Linked DNA regions of Dromaius novaehollandiae: region 2 is linked to region 1. A link is a contact called in public Hi-C data. All regions are on one chromosome and are shown on one strand. The core of a region is the stretch at or near the end of the contact, and the rest is flanking DNA. Distances in the headings are between cores, read along the strand shown. Region 1 overlaps ELF5 (E74 like ETS transcription factor 5). Region 2 holds the start of ABTB2 (ankyrin repeat and BTB domain containing 2).

What was found. A called contact is a pair of places that touch in the nucleus more often than the background predicts.
Region 2: a Hi-C map of liver shows a contact between it and region 1, with 5 times the contacts expected there. The contact joins the promoter of ABTB2 here to the enhancer-like site in region 1. A contact is called at or near these places in 3 of 4 Hi-C or Micro-C datasets (brain, liver and ovary).

The regions. Positions count from the first base shown.
Region 1 is chr5:51,266,948-51,273,788 of bDroNov1.hap1, forward strand. It overlaps ELF5 (E74 like ETS transcription factor 5), which reads left to right. Exons shown (of 6, transcript XM_026099982.2): 6 at 1-1,757. Among named protein-coding and RNA genes, the nearest start is that of ELF5, 21 kb to the left of the region's middle. Within about 2 kb of position 5,449, at least 1 of the 2 cell types and tissues checked has open chromatin away from gene starts, as enhancers often do.
Region 2 is chr5:51,323,208-51,330,486 of bDroNov1.hap1, forward strand. ABTB2 (ankyrin repeat and BTB domain containing 2) reads left to right here and starts at 5,168. Exons shown (of 17, transcript XM_026099973.2): 1 at 5,168-6,437. The coding sequence starts at 5,573.

The DNA.
Region 1 (6,841 bases), core at 4,199-6,698:
AAAACTCTATTCTGAATTATTTATCAGGCAATTACCTCATTTAGCTACTAACCTCATCTATGCAATGATATTAATACATACATACTAGGTATATTAGTTTCTGGCATCTAAAAGGAGTTAACTGCAATTATTCATCATTGCTCTTTGCGCTATATTGGTGCGTTGTGATTAATCACATGATATCAGTTTGTTATTTGGCAGAATGAATATATATTTTATTACACAGAATTCTGAGGGCAAATATTCACTCTTGTGAAATCCAAGTTCGTTTTCTACAAATTCTTATGCATGGAAGTTTGAATTTGCCTTCTACTAACCTTCATGAAGGTGAATTCAAGTCACTTTTGCATTCAGAAGCAGCAGTTCTGAAAAGGGTACAAGCATTTGCTGAAGCAGATTAATTTTGAAATGCAAATGAATATTTGTGGAGAGGTTTTTATATACAAACATTGGCTCAATTCTTCGAAGCAGCCTATGACATACAGTTGTACATATATTATTAAAATTAATGTGTGGTAAGTGCCCTCACTGCTTCATACATCAATCTTACAGTAAGTAAATTGGTTAGAATGAAAGGTGGTGTACAAGTGTTCAAGTGTGGTTTTTGAAAGCCCTATAGCTGTTCTGCAGTTTTAAGAAAATTGCTTCTCCCACATAACAAATTTAAGCAACAATTGTAAATCCATCAACCATTTTAGATCTACCTCAAGCAGCATTCAGAGTGTCCCAGCGGGGCCTTGGTCTTGCTTTCCAATGGACAGCTCTGCAGCACATTGTTCCATGTAATCTCAGTTCAGTGTTGAGCTCCTTTCTTCCCCAACCCTAAAAGTCTACATCTTGCAACTCAAAAAATTATGGCAGTGTTTGCAATAGCAATTGTATTTTCTAGCAAGTGCTTGTTTTAAAAATTGAGATGATCAAACTAAGTACTGCTGCTGCAATCCCATTTTAGGTTGGTACCATACTACACAGGATCAGTAAGCAATGGCCAGGACAAAGGATGGCTGCTACTGACTTTAGAAGCTAGAGATCCATGTCCCGGCTATATCTCTAACCCACCAAAAATTGCAAAAGTGAGATTAGAGATGATTATCCCCCAGGTTTGTTCTAAAGGTTAGGCATATCTGTTTGGAAGGACTCCTCTTACTCCTGTTTTTCAAACATTTCTTTGTTTTTATCTGCCTAACAGCTACAGACATTCTGGCTGGGGGATAAACTCTTTAGGGATGGGAATATGGTATAAAGGGCAGACTGTGAATAATGTTCTGAAGTGTATTGCAGCTGCCTATTTCCTATCAATGGATAATGACTTTGCTGAAAGAAGAAAAAAAAAAATCACAGCCAAAACAAGGGCACTAAATCCCACATAACAAGCCACGTGGCTGAGAGATGAACACTTTCAAATTATATTTTGCTACCTAAATTGCACAAATTTTAGATACAGTACTAATACTCAGTTTGGGCTACAGTCAGACCTCCAAAAATTTTGGAAACTAGCAGCAATCACCTTCTATTTCCTAGTCTGACAATGTTCAGTCATCATCACTGACAAAATCCACCTAGGTGACCCTCATTTAACCAAACCTGTGCCAAGTCAAAAAGAAATCTGCAAACCAAGAAGCCCTAAAGTACAGATATGTAGATTTACTGTAAATGTGTTTTCAAAATGTGAATGACTAAGTATCTATTTTTGGATTTGTATAGTTTCCAGCCAATTGCAATCTGTAAACAATGTGAATGAAATATTTAATATGCAAGACGTGGCTTTGGTTCATTCGTGTTTTCCTAACTTATATTACAGGAACCCAGAGCAACTTTGCACTTTCATAAACAAACGTCTATGAGCCAAAGATAGAAATGCTTCTACAGACCTTCCTTTGGTGCTTTTCTTCTGCAAGTACTTGATTCAAAGAGAAAAGCTACACTGAGAGATCATAGTTAACAATGTATATAGATTATGAAGCATTGTTTGTAATAGTCTCTTTATGCAGTACACTAGGGCATGACTCTTGCAGTTAACACATCTCCGGGTTATCAGTTCTGTAAAACGTAGAAGGAGGATGTAAGTGATTCAAAACCAATCTTACAAACTGCTTATTCAAAAACTTAATATAATTGGCTCTTGTTTTTATTGTAAAAAAGAAAGTACAGAAGACATTCCCATAAAAGATAACTCTATTCAGAACAGTTTTCCGCAGGAAAAAATTGGATCCTTCATCTTAATCTTCTCCCTGAGTGGCCATCTAGACAGACTGGGTGCTCAGGATCACAAAGGGCAGGGTCTCTCCGAGGTTACAGCAACTGCATCATTGAATGCTGGTAGCTCAAAAGGTAGTAGAACAAAAAGTACTGTGTAAGTGCTTCTTTCTTCAGTTAGTGAACAAACATGATTAAGCCAGCACAAAGTTATTTCAGATATTGTTAACTGAGCACACACCATAAACCAGTATGGAAGGGAGTGGTTTGTTTGAGCAGTTCAGAAGTATCCGATAAAAATCTGAAAGAGTTTTAAAAAGGGTCAACTAGTGTAAATTGTTATAGTGCTGTGACTCTAATGGAGCTAGGATAATTTATTCCAACCAGATTCACACAAGATTTCAGCCCGGCACAGAGGTTGCTCAGCTATTCCCCTGTGCTCATGAATGTAGCGTACAAACAGCAAAGCAATTTAATACGATTCTCCCAAAGCAGACACTGCTTTTATTTCTAAAACTAAAGCACTGCAGAAAATTTTACAGCTTCATTGCTCATATGCTGTGTTCCTATGCACTGAAGTCCACACAAAACAGAAAAAAGATTCTAAATGTCTGCGACTGTGGAAACTGTTTCCTTGTTAACGTTAAAAGCGCCAGTTCAAGTGACCATTTTTCTAATCTCAAAGCAGATTGCAAAACATGTTTTACTCAGGAAGAATTAAATTTAGCTTCATTACATTGTACTAAGGCTCTCAAACAAAAGATATCATGCTTTTTACATACTGATGCCCACAAACTACTATTCTAAGCTGCTAGAAAGCACCGAGATCTATAGGTGAGGCACAAGCACTGGACAGGATTACAATTCTTTCATAAAGCATGTAGTTCTGCACCAAAGCCTTTTCATTGTTTGGTATTCTCTCTCACAAAGAAGCATCTAAGCCAAATCACAACTTTTAAGGAAAAGTCCTGGCTATACTGTGTAACAATGCACAATCTGATACTCTCTAGTAAGGTCTGGGTTCAACCCTCATTTTGCGAGGTTTGATGCAAAAGTTGAACCCAGATGCCAGAAAAGTGCCTTAGTCCATTTCAGCACTTCAAATAAAAACAGACATACGCTTTACTAATTGGAGCAAGGATTTCAAGCTGATTGTCTATGCCTTTGTGTTATGTCTACAGGAGTGTGATTTTGTCTTTAGGAATGACTGATCCACATGCTTCTAGCCCAGTGGAAATTTGGAGGCCAAGGACTATGGTATGCAACAGCTTAGCAAGGCTCCTAAATGATGTTTAAATATTAAATATGAACATTTAGCTAAATCACAGGAATTGATGCAAATCCAAATGGGGTGGCTGTGCAATGAGCCCCAGCACTGACCAGTGCTGACAGGGAAGAACCTCAGCTCTCACAGCCTGCCTGTCGTCCCGCTCTGGCAAATCTTAACAAAATACAGCCCTGCCCCAGGTTATTGGTCTGCTACTTTCTGTTACAAATTTAAGTACAGGCATTGTATATTACTGCTTCAAACTTGAAAAAAAAAAAAACTGTTTAGATTTCTACTCTATTAGTAATGTCTTTGAAGATTTACTCAAAGACAGCAATTTTGAGCACTCTGATCTTGAACAGTACACTTTGAAAGGTTAGCCCAATCTCTTGCAGACACAAGCTGCAAAACGTGCACGTGTTCTAATTGCATCATAAAATAAAGTGAATTCATCTCTAAACTAAGTTACAGGAAAAGAATTAGGAAGGATTATTTTTAAAAGACATTTCTTAATACTTATTCCACACTACACTAGTCCTCATTAAATACAAAGTAAAATCCTATCAGGGACATTATTCCCTTTCTTTTGATTTAATTTTAGGAAGCGAGGCTATAACCTAATTACAGCCTTTGTGAATATGCATGGTCACCGCCTAGAATACTAAACTGTTAAAATCAAGTCTTTTCAAGCAAGATTTAGTTTGGACCGAATATTGAAGTTAGAGTGACAATCTCACACTGCCAAGTACTAATTTCCAAGTACTAATTTCTTCTTATCTAAAGAAAACATTATAATTACTAAAGGGAAAAGTCTCAGAATAAGACAGGTTTTTTACCCAGTAAAATCCTGTGAAAGAGGGAAAATACCCCCTCTAGGGGCACCCTTAGGCAGCCTCTACAGCACTTTTTATCCTAAAGAGCTTGAATACAAGTCTGGCAAATAGGACAGAAGTTTTCACCTGAAATGGTAAAGCACCAGAATAGACAGGAATTTCATTTCTCAGCTCCAAATAGTGCCTTGGCCATTCTTCCATCCCAAGCCCTCTATGCTATATGCCAGATCCAATAAAGGAGAGGGGTGGCCAGCATCATAGCAGCCCAGCTGACCAGATAACGGAACCACAGGTAGTTTCAATTCTTGGTTTTCTTTAAGACTTTGAGGTCCATACCTTGGTCTTCAGCAAATTGAATGGACTTTTGCACAAGTATTTGCAATGAGGAAAGAAGATGAAAACCTGCCCATACAACTATTTCTCCACAGGATAAGTTTTCTTACACTGAACTCCACACTGCTGCCATTGAATATTTCCAAGACTAAACGCACTCAGCTCCCCTTGCCACCAGCACTGTACCCATAACCTGTGGCAGCTTTTGAAAGGTCAGTAGTAATCACGGCTTCCATGCTCTTCACCCATGTGGCTCTTTGTCAGAAGATGCTTATAGCATGAAGTCCAACCTTTCCATGTATTCTCTCACCCATGGGAAAGTGGCAACACAAAAGAGCGGTGAGAGGCTTACCAGTACAGAACAGCATCCACATCATGCCTTCAAACACGCAGCTTCTACAGATTTCAGAGGCCTCCATGCACTTCAACACATTTCCAGATGTGTGAAGAGGCTATTTCCATCCACATTTGTAAAAAATGAGAAAGTGGTTTACTTCTGTAACATTCTGCAACCCATAACGTACAGCTCCCAGGCTACATCTACGAGCAAGGTGTGGTGTGATAACCAGCATGACATCAGAAATGAAGAAGCCTTCTTTCCACAAAACTGAAACTAGGTAGAATAACTATATTTTGGGTTATTTTTCATTGTGCTGATCATTCCTTGCATTGAAAGGATACAGGCATCCATTTTATTCTCAATTTATACTGGTATTCTAGTGAGATCATTTTTTCACAAAAGCACAGTTCCTCTTTTCATAACCTAAACAGCTATTCAAAAATTAGCTGATGATCTGCAATACTGGAATACTCCAGCAGAGGCTACACTTGAGCTAAAGTAGACATGTGCCACGCACAGCTTGGGTCTCTACCAAAAACCCAAAACCTTGAAGGATCATAGAATTTCCACACATGCTCCTACTATAGAGCTTGAAATTAATTCTTTTTTCAGTTTGCAAGATTTTTACACACTGTGACTAAAATGTAATGAAAGGAGAGGAGATTAAAGTAATCTATGTTAAAAGGTAGGGAAACCTTTTCACGTGTCATTTCTGAAAACAGCTTTTTCTTATAAATAAGGCCTCACAAGTTGTTTAGCATTCTTTGCTTTTACTCCAGCAAAGTTCCTCTAAACAGCTCATGACAGTTCAATCTTTAAACATCTAGGAGAAAGCTTGTAACATTACTTGCATGTTTTTCAGCAGTTAAACTGTTTCCACCCATAGCACACGACTTGAAAGTTTTTATAAATGGGAAGGGTTTAGACAAACTCACAGACTAAATGAGATGGTGCTGGCAAAAAGAACCCTCCAGGGTCTATAGTCAATCAAAATGTAGCTGAAAATGCTTTTTATCATCAATGATAATATACCAAATTAATTCAGAAATTTTACACATTTTTACAAGAGGAGTAATTTTATATACATCTATTTTCAAGAACTCTTACTGTTTTAAAATTTAGGAGTCCAGTGCAGTCCATATAGTAGGGATATGTAGCATATAATGTTCTTACTGAGTAAGATTTTTGCAAGGGAAAGCACAAAGAAAGAAGTTAAAATGCTGGGAAGAACAGGAGGTTGCACTCTAAACATGGCAAAAAGCAATCAGAAGCTCACAGTCAAACTGTGTATTACAGGGAAGCGCACTGAAATAGAACAGGTGTTACCTGTGGTATTCTTGGGATGTCATGAAACAGTGATGTTACAGAAGCTGGTGGAAACAAATTATAATTGGGCAAGTTTATTTTGCCTGATTCAGCTGCCCTTGGATATTGCAGGCATGCATATTAATAAAAAAAACACACTATCACCTTTGGAGCCCGTACAAGGAAGGTTGAGAACACAAAGGATAGAAACTCCATAATAAAAACAATCAAACAGCATCCTCAGTTTTTGCAAGTGCAGTTTTTCATGCTTTAACCTTATGTTACTATAAGCAAGATCTTTGGCCTGAGGGATTGATAACACCAGTGGAGAAGAACATGGGAAAGTTGTTCCAGCCATGATAGTCCTCAGAATATACACATGGAATAGGTCTTTAAGACCCCACCTTAACTGATAAAATTTGATTTTACTTTAAATTACAGGTATCAGTGGTGAATGCACATTCAGAAGGTTACTTCAAAAGGCCCTTGCTCTCACAGATGATCTCTCATGGATGCTATTAATCAGATGTTTTCAGTTCTTGCCTGAACCAGACACTACATTGCTGA
Region 2 (7,279 bases), core at 3,918-6,417, 56 kb after region 1:
TCTGGCCGTGATTCATCCCTACTTCCTCTCCACACTTTCTGTTATATGGGCTTATGGACTGATTTTCAGATGTCAGATAGCAACTGCTTCACATTGCAGATAAACTGTAGTTACATTTAGGTAGTTACCTAAGGAAAATGCCATCTTTTTACAGTGGGCAAGCAGAATATTTTCCCCTCATTTCCCAGTGAAAATTTCCAAGCAGGACCAATGCTGAACAACTGCTACATTAGCACTGGTTCAAATAGAGACAGTAGCCTAAGAAGGAAATTTCTCACAATAACTGTCACAGCAGCCCATACTGGGTGGAAGGGCCTAGCCAGCTGTTGTGCCTTTTGGCTGATTAACACCTCCCCACACAGCTGCAGTAAATAAGGTTCCTAAATGGCTCTCCTTACAGGTGCTCCTTTGGGGTTTTGTTTGTCCTGGCTGAACAGCTATTCTGAGTTCTGTGCTAAGGATGGTTGTGATATTAGTTTTTTCTGGTGGAAGGCTTGAGTGTTCCTTACTTCATGTGATTAAAATGAGCTCACATAGGATGTACTGGTAAGGGATGTTTATGCTGCTCATTTATGCATATGTGAATGTTGTTTTCCAGGAATACATTAAAGTTTGTTGTTGGAAGAAGTAACAGATTATTATAGCTACTGATTATTTTAAAAAGCACAGTTTTGGAGTCTTTGCTACAGATTAAGTTAATGAGGGCTTTACATTAACATTTATGTTTACTTAAAATCACTTGTATTTTAATAGGTTTGATGCTGTCAGCCTAGTTGCTACCTGTGTATCAGAGAACTATGGTGCTTTTTAACTCTCATGCATTTCTGATTTGGAGTCTTAAAACCAAAATCTGCAGTGTATCAGATCTAGAGTAACATTTGTATCTTAGGTCTTTACAGTGGGGGTTCTACATTGCCATATATCTGTTTATTTTGGTTTTCCGCTGTTACTTTACTGATTATGCCTATGTTCCTGAGTGTTTTCTGGTACTTGTCCTTTCTTAAAAGCTTAACTTTAGAGAGAAATGTTTATGAGAAAATCCTGTCTACATACAAAAAGTTAAATCCTAATGTATGAAAATGATATGTGATACCTACTGGTTAAAGTTGAAACATATACAAAAAGAGCCCAATATTTATCATGTTTTACAAATCAAGGAATGTTAAATTGTTCTCATCTGTGTTTTGAAGTCTGACTTGTGATTTTTGTTGTTTGGCTTGCTCAATTTGCGTGAGCCAGTATGGGAACTGCTTTCTGGAAACATCCTGTAGTTTCCCTAGCACAGTCTACAGATTAGTTACAAATACATGTCTCTGGTTTGGAAGTGAACTACTCTCTTCTCCCTCCTATAAAGAAAACAAATGTGATTGCTCCCTTCTACTCCCCATGGCTTTTTTAGCTGTTCTTGGAAATCTATTACAAGGTCATCTAATCCTAGTTCTTTGACATAAATGGTGAAATAACACTGGAGAACAGGAAACCTTGGAACATATGATGAACTTGTCCTGTTGTGGATAAGAGATGTAGTAACAAAAGAGCGTGCACTTGAAAGTAAGAAGTGTTAGCAGAGAATTCTTATTTCGTTCTCCCTTTTTGCAGAAAGTATTGTTTTTTATTGTGCTAGGCATCTTGAAGCTTTAAGTTTAAATATTCAGTAAGGAATACTTCTTCCTTTCTTGGGCAGCTTGTGTTCTGCTGTTTGTCTGCCTTTGGAAAAGGTTGGTAATACTTCTGCAGTGGAGGGAGAGAAGGATTTATCAGCCAAATTATTATTGTGTAAGGAAATACTACATGTGAAATTTCAGAACTGGAAAGTAGGGTAGTTCCTAACATTGAGAAAATGCTGTGGGAGGGGAGTAAGAAAGCAGACACTGCTATTAAGTTAGATGATTTTTGTATTGTTAAAGTACTTAGACTAGGAATAATAACCTGTGCAGGAGTATTGTAGAAGTGGGATAAGGGAAAGAGTAGAAGTGACTTGTGTAAATAAGTCAAGTACTTGCATAGCTGCGTTTTTCCTGAATAATGTTGAGTTAGCACTGGCCAGCTATGTAGCTCTTCTCAGTGGCAATTTATGCTAATATTTATGATAGAAATAAGACTTAAGAGGTAGACAGGGCAGGCTGGATTCTAGAGAAAGCATCTGCAAAGGGGCAGCACAGAACAAAGAACAAAGCCTTTTTAGTGAGAAAGAGATGACAGCTTGGTCTTGCTGACTGCTTCTCATTCATACAGCATTCAATGCGAAGACAAGAATAGAGAAAGAGGCCTCTGTGTATGATTCCAAAGGTATGGATAGGGAATTTAAAAAGTACCCTGTTTTGAGGAGGCAGTGGAGAAATGCAGAGGGATGTAATACAGCTGTATGATGTGGAAAATCCATATGACAAGTTTAGCAGCAGTGATCTGAATAGGCATAAACAGCATATGGGAATCTAGCAGAAGTTGGGGGTAAAAAATTCTGCAGTAGTTCATGGTACATAAGATATGGGATTAAGTACAGAGCTAAGAGTGGAAAGATCATCTTCTAGAAAAAGTGTATTGCTTGAATGCACTGATTGTGTGAGACTTGCAACTGTGTTCTTTGACTCAATTATGACTTGTCTTGCATTCAGGTACCTATTACCATGTTGTCTTTACTGGGCTTGAACTTGTTTAAAAAATAGTGTTCAAGACTGAAAAATACAACAAAACAGCAGAAACGGCATTGATCTGTAAAATAACACCGGAGGATTAGAACCATTTAGTAAATACTTGTTCTCTACTGTCAGTTCAGATACAAATAATGGGCTGAAGCGTTAAGATTCTTAAATGAATTGAAGTCTCATCAAGGAGAGAATGCCTGGTTCTGTTGGACAATTCGTGTTTCATGTTCATGCTTTCACGGGAAGAAGCTATGAAAAAGCAAAGAGCTGTATTATAGTTGGGTTAGATCTAGGAAAGATAAAAGATGTAATGTGGAAAAAGCAATTTGGAGAGTTAACTAGTGGGAGGCTGAACAAAGTAGTTAGCAGGGTGCGCTACTAGTATAAATGGGAGCTGCTCATGCCTGTGAGCACAAGGAGAAAAACTGAGTGCAAAAAGGGCAAACTACAGAAGCTATGATTTTTTCAAATGCTCTCAAATATTGCATTCATACAGCTGCTCTGTTTTTCATTGATACTAAGCACCATGTATAGTACAGTAAAAAGAAATACGAAACAAGATCCCATCAGAGTAAGACATTATACTTTTGAACTAGAAAATTTCTGCAGTTTTTTTATTTAAAAATTGAAGATCAATGAATTGCCTATAGCATGCATATAGATGGTCAACAGCGATATCTGTTCAAAATATTTGTTAGGTAATGCCTTTCTAGAAATGGTGTATGCTTTAGGTCAAATTGCTTTAAGTGTATGTAAACACACTTTTGCTTCTTCCATTGCAAATTCCCATTAATAGGAAAATACCACAAACACTGTGAGAATAGATTGCTGCTCCATGAATGTGACTGTAAAATGCTTATCTTGGAGTTCTAAATTTTAAATACACTTTCCAGGCACCTTTTAACCATCAGATGCTTTGACTTCTTTGGGAAGCTCATTGTTGCCACATAAGTGGTCTAAACTTGTAAGTGAAAGCTTTTGGTCTGATGCTACCAAAGACAACAGGAAAAGATACTAGTGTGCTTGGTATCTTTGACTGGAGTATATTTAGTTGGAGAATGAAGAAAGTGCATTTACTGTGCATGAGCACAAGACAGAACAGGCTGTCATAACCAAAGGGTGGTAAAGGATGCCGCCTATGGACGGCAGAGAGAACTGCCGCTTTCGTGCGAGTCATCGCAGTAGTGGTTTGAGTGAACGAGTGCCCAAGCTGATGACTGAAGTTTCCTTCGGGGGCTTTAAATATTAAACCTAATTTTAGAGAAAGAGAATGAGCACAGAAATCATAGGTATCTTACAAAGCAGGAGTAAAAGACTGTGTTTGTAAATAAGAGTACTGGAAACATTTCTGTGTTGTTGAACAAAAATAAACCTGAAATCAATGCTTTAACTATGCTAAATGATGAATATTTGCAGTCACTGCAGCTTGCTAAACAGAGACTTGTGAAAAGAGACCGAGCATTAACAAAATGGATTCTGACTACCTTCGCTCTCTGTGGCAGTCCTTGGTCCTCTGCTGCTAATGTCCTTTAGGGCTCTGCAGTCTGCAAAACGATACCTGTTTGTCTTGAGGCTTTTATGGTTTGATGGTCATAAATAGCAGGGGTCTTGTTAGTGCTCTTTGGCGTGCTTACGTCTTGCCAAAAGATGTTTAAAAACAAACAAACAAACAAAAGGACCCGTGTTATCTAACGCGACTTGCGAGAACTCGATGACCCAAGGGGGCCGCGGGGCTTCTGCCGCCGCCCGTTCGCCTCCCGCGGGGCCGCTCCCGGGGCTGCCCGCACCGCTCCGCTCCGCTCCGCGCAGCCTGCGCGCCGGCAGGCGGAGCCCTCGGCCCGCGCAGCCCGCCCCCAGCCGCCGCTGCGGGAAGGACCATTGCCCGGGGCGGAGGGCGGCGGGGAAGAGCCGAGCCAGACACCTCCGCTTCACATCCAGCTCACGGTTCAAGGTCAGGGCTGTGTAAACCGCCTCACAAAGGCGCCTTTCAGGACTCGGCACGCCGGCTGCGTGGCCGCCTGCACAATCCCCCATTCATGCAGTGACCCGCGGCCGGCCGCTCGCTCCCTCCCTGCCTCCCTCCCTCCGCGGCCTGCGGGACTCGCCGGTGCGGAGCGCCCGGGAGAGCCGGCATTCCCGCTCCGCCGCCGAGCAGGGGAGCTAAAAGGAAAGCGGGGGAAAACTCCAGCCCGCTGCCGAAGGGCTGCCGAAAGCGGAGAGGGCGTGGACGGAAGGAGAAGGCACAAAGGCATCTTTATTTCCCACCGTTGGTGCTGGTGTCCCACGCCCGGCCGGGGCTGCAGTCTGCAAGAAAAGCGCCCGCTTTCGCGCAGCTTTGCACCCCGGTAGAGGCGCCGGTGTTCCCGGCCTGTCCTCGCGTCCCCTCTCGCCGCGCCGCGCCGCCCGCTGCCTCGGCGCCTCCCTCGCCTCTCCCTTCCCCGCGCCGCATTTGCATGTTCCCCGCCCAGCTCGGGTTTCACTGGCGGAGACGGTCCCCGTCGGAGCCGCCGATTGGTGCCGCTTCCCGCAGCTCATTTGCATGCCGCCGTGCCGGGGTGCCCGGCAGACCTGCGGCGGAGAAGTTGAGTCAAAGCTGCCGCAAGTGTCCCGCGGAGCCGCCCCGCCCGCCGCCGCCGCCCCGCGCCCGCCGAGGCCCGGCGACCGCCGCGGCAGCGAGCGCCGGCGGCGCCCCCGGGGCTGTCTGACACCGGCCGCCAGCCCGGCGGTCTCTGCCGAGGCAGAAGATGGCTGAGCGCCGCCTTCCCGCGGGATGGAGGTAGCCGGTGTGCGGGCGGAGCCGGGCTGCGCTGCGCTTCCCCTCGGCGCGCTGTAAATCCTGCCGCGCCGCTTGCGGGGCTGGCGCCTCGGGCTCGGCCGGCGCAGCCGCCCCTTTTGTGCCTTTTGCGGTTGGCTTCCCCGTCTTTCCTATGGCTGGGATATACAGCTCTACTCTGAAGACCCTGGAGGATTTAACTTTGGACTCTGGTTATGGGGCAGGGGATTCCTGCAGGTCCCTTAGTCTCTCTTCTTCCAAGTCCAACTCCCAAGCTTTTACCTCTTCTCAGCACAGAGGCAACTGGTGGTACTACTCGGGCTCCATGAACAGTAGGAATAACAGCTGGGATACAGTGAACACTGTTCTGCCGGAAGACCCAGAAGTTGCAGATATATTTTCCAAGTGTCCTAAGCTGCCGGATCTAGAGGAATACCCTTGGACTGATGAAGACATTGGAAAAATACTCAGAAAAGGGAAGGGAGATGGAAATACCAGAACCTTTACTCAGGAAGCTGTCAGGCGGCTCTCTCAGTTACTGAGGCGTGCCTTGATCCGGATCTCCAGGGAAGCTCAGCGTCTCAGCGTGATGCACTCCAAGTGTACCAGGTTTGAGGTTCAGAGTGCTATCAAGCTCATCCAGAGCTGGTCGTTGTCAGAAAGCTGTGTCTTGGCGACTGTCAAGGCGCTTTCTCTGTACAGCATGAGTGCTGGAGATGGGCTGAGGAAGGGTAAATCAGCTAGATGTGGCCTCACCTTTTCAGTGGGCAGGTTTTTCAGGTGGATGGTGGACACTAGGATCTCAGTTAGGATCCATGAATATGCAGCCATCTCTTTAACTTCTTGCATGGAAAACCTTGTAGAAGAGATTAAAGCCAGGGTTTTGACAAGTCAGAGCCCTGATGTTGGAGGAGGGGAGATCTCAGCTGAAATCCTGGAGATGGTTATCAACAATGATGCTGAACTTTGGGGAGTGTTGCAACCTTACGAACATCTCATTTGTGGGAAAAATGCTAATGGTAAGATCCAACTTTCATGATCGCTAGTCTTTGTACCAACGGGCTTTACCCGTAAAATAAGTAATTTCTATGGATCTGGGGGGAAGGGGGTTGTTTGTTTGGTTTTTTTTTTTTTCCATCTGAATTGCATCTTGGTAGTGGTTTGTGTGTGCGACATAGTTTTACCAGGCAGGATTGACACCGCTTTATTCTTAACACGTACCAGTTTATAGAAGGTGCAGAGGTGGTGGGAAACCAAGCCCTGTTGTTTTAACAAATGTCTCTTCAAAATTTCAACCAGCTGCTGTTTTGAGCATTTTTGCTATAATTGGCATGTATGCACGCTTTTCTGTACCCATGATATGAAACATGCATTAACAAGCCATTCTTCGGAAAATATCGCTATTCTTTTTAAACAAAACCTACTTCACTCTACCACCAATGTATAGTAGAATATAGTGAGAATTTTGCAGAGTTTCGTCTTAAAGATGCTATTCCCACATACAGCCTGGAGAGGGAAAACAACTTGATTTTTTTTTTTTTTCATTGCAGTAATAAAGTTCAGTTCCTGAGCAAAACGTCCTTCTAGCTTAGTACAAGGCTGTGCTGTACTATGCTCATGTAGTAAACATGAATTCATGTCTGGCTTGCCAAATGAAGTATGTGGGATGGTACCTCAATAACTTGACATTAAAATACTTAATCCTGGCACTTGATTCGAAAGCAGACTTTTTAAGCAGTTAAGTAAATAAGCAGATAAAGGAATGTTGGCATCTTTTTAGGAGATTGTGGAGCAATTTAAAAGACTTGTATCTTGACAGTTCTGTTAGGAAGCTGCACTGTTTATTTTTTGTTGTGTCACA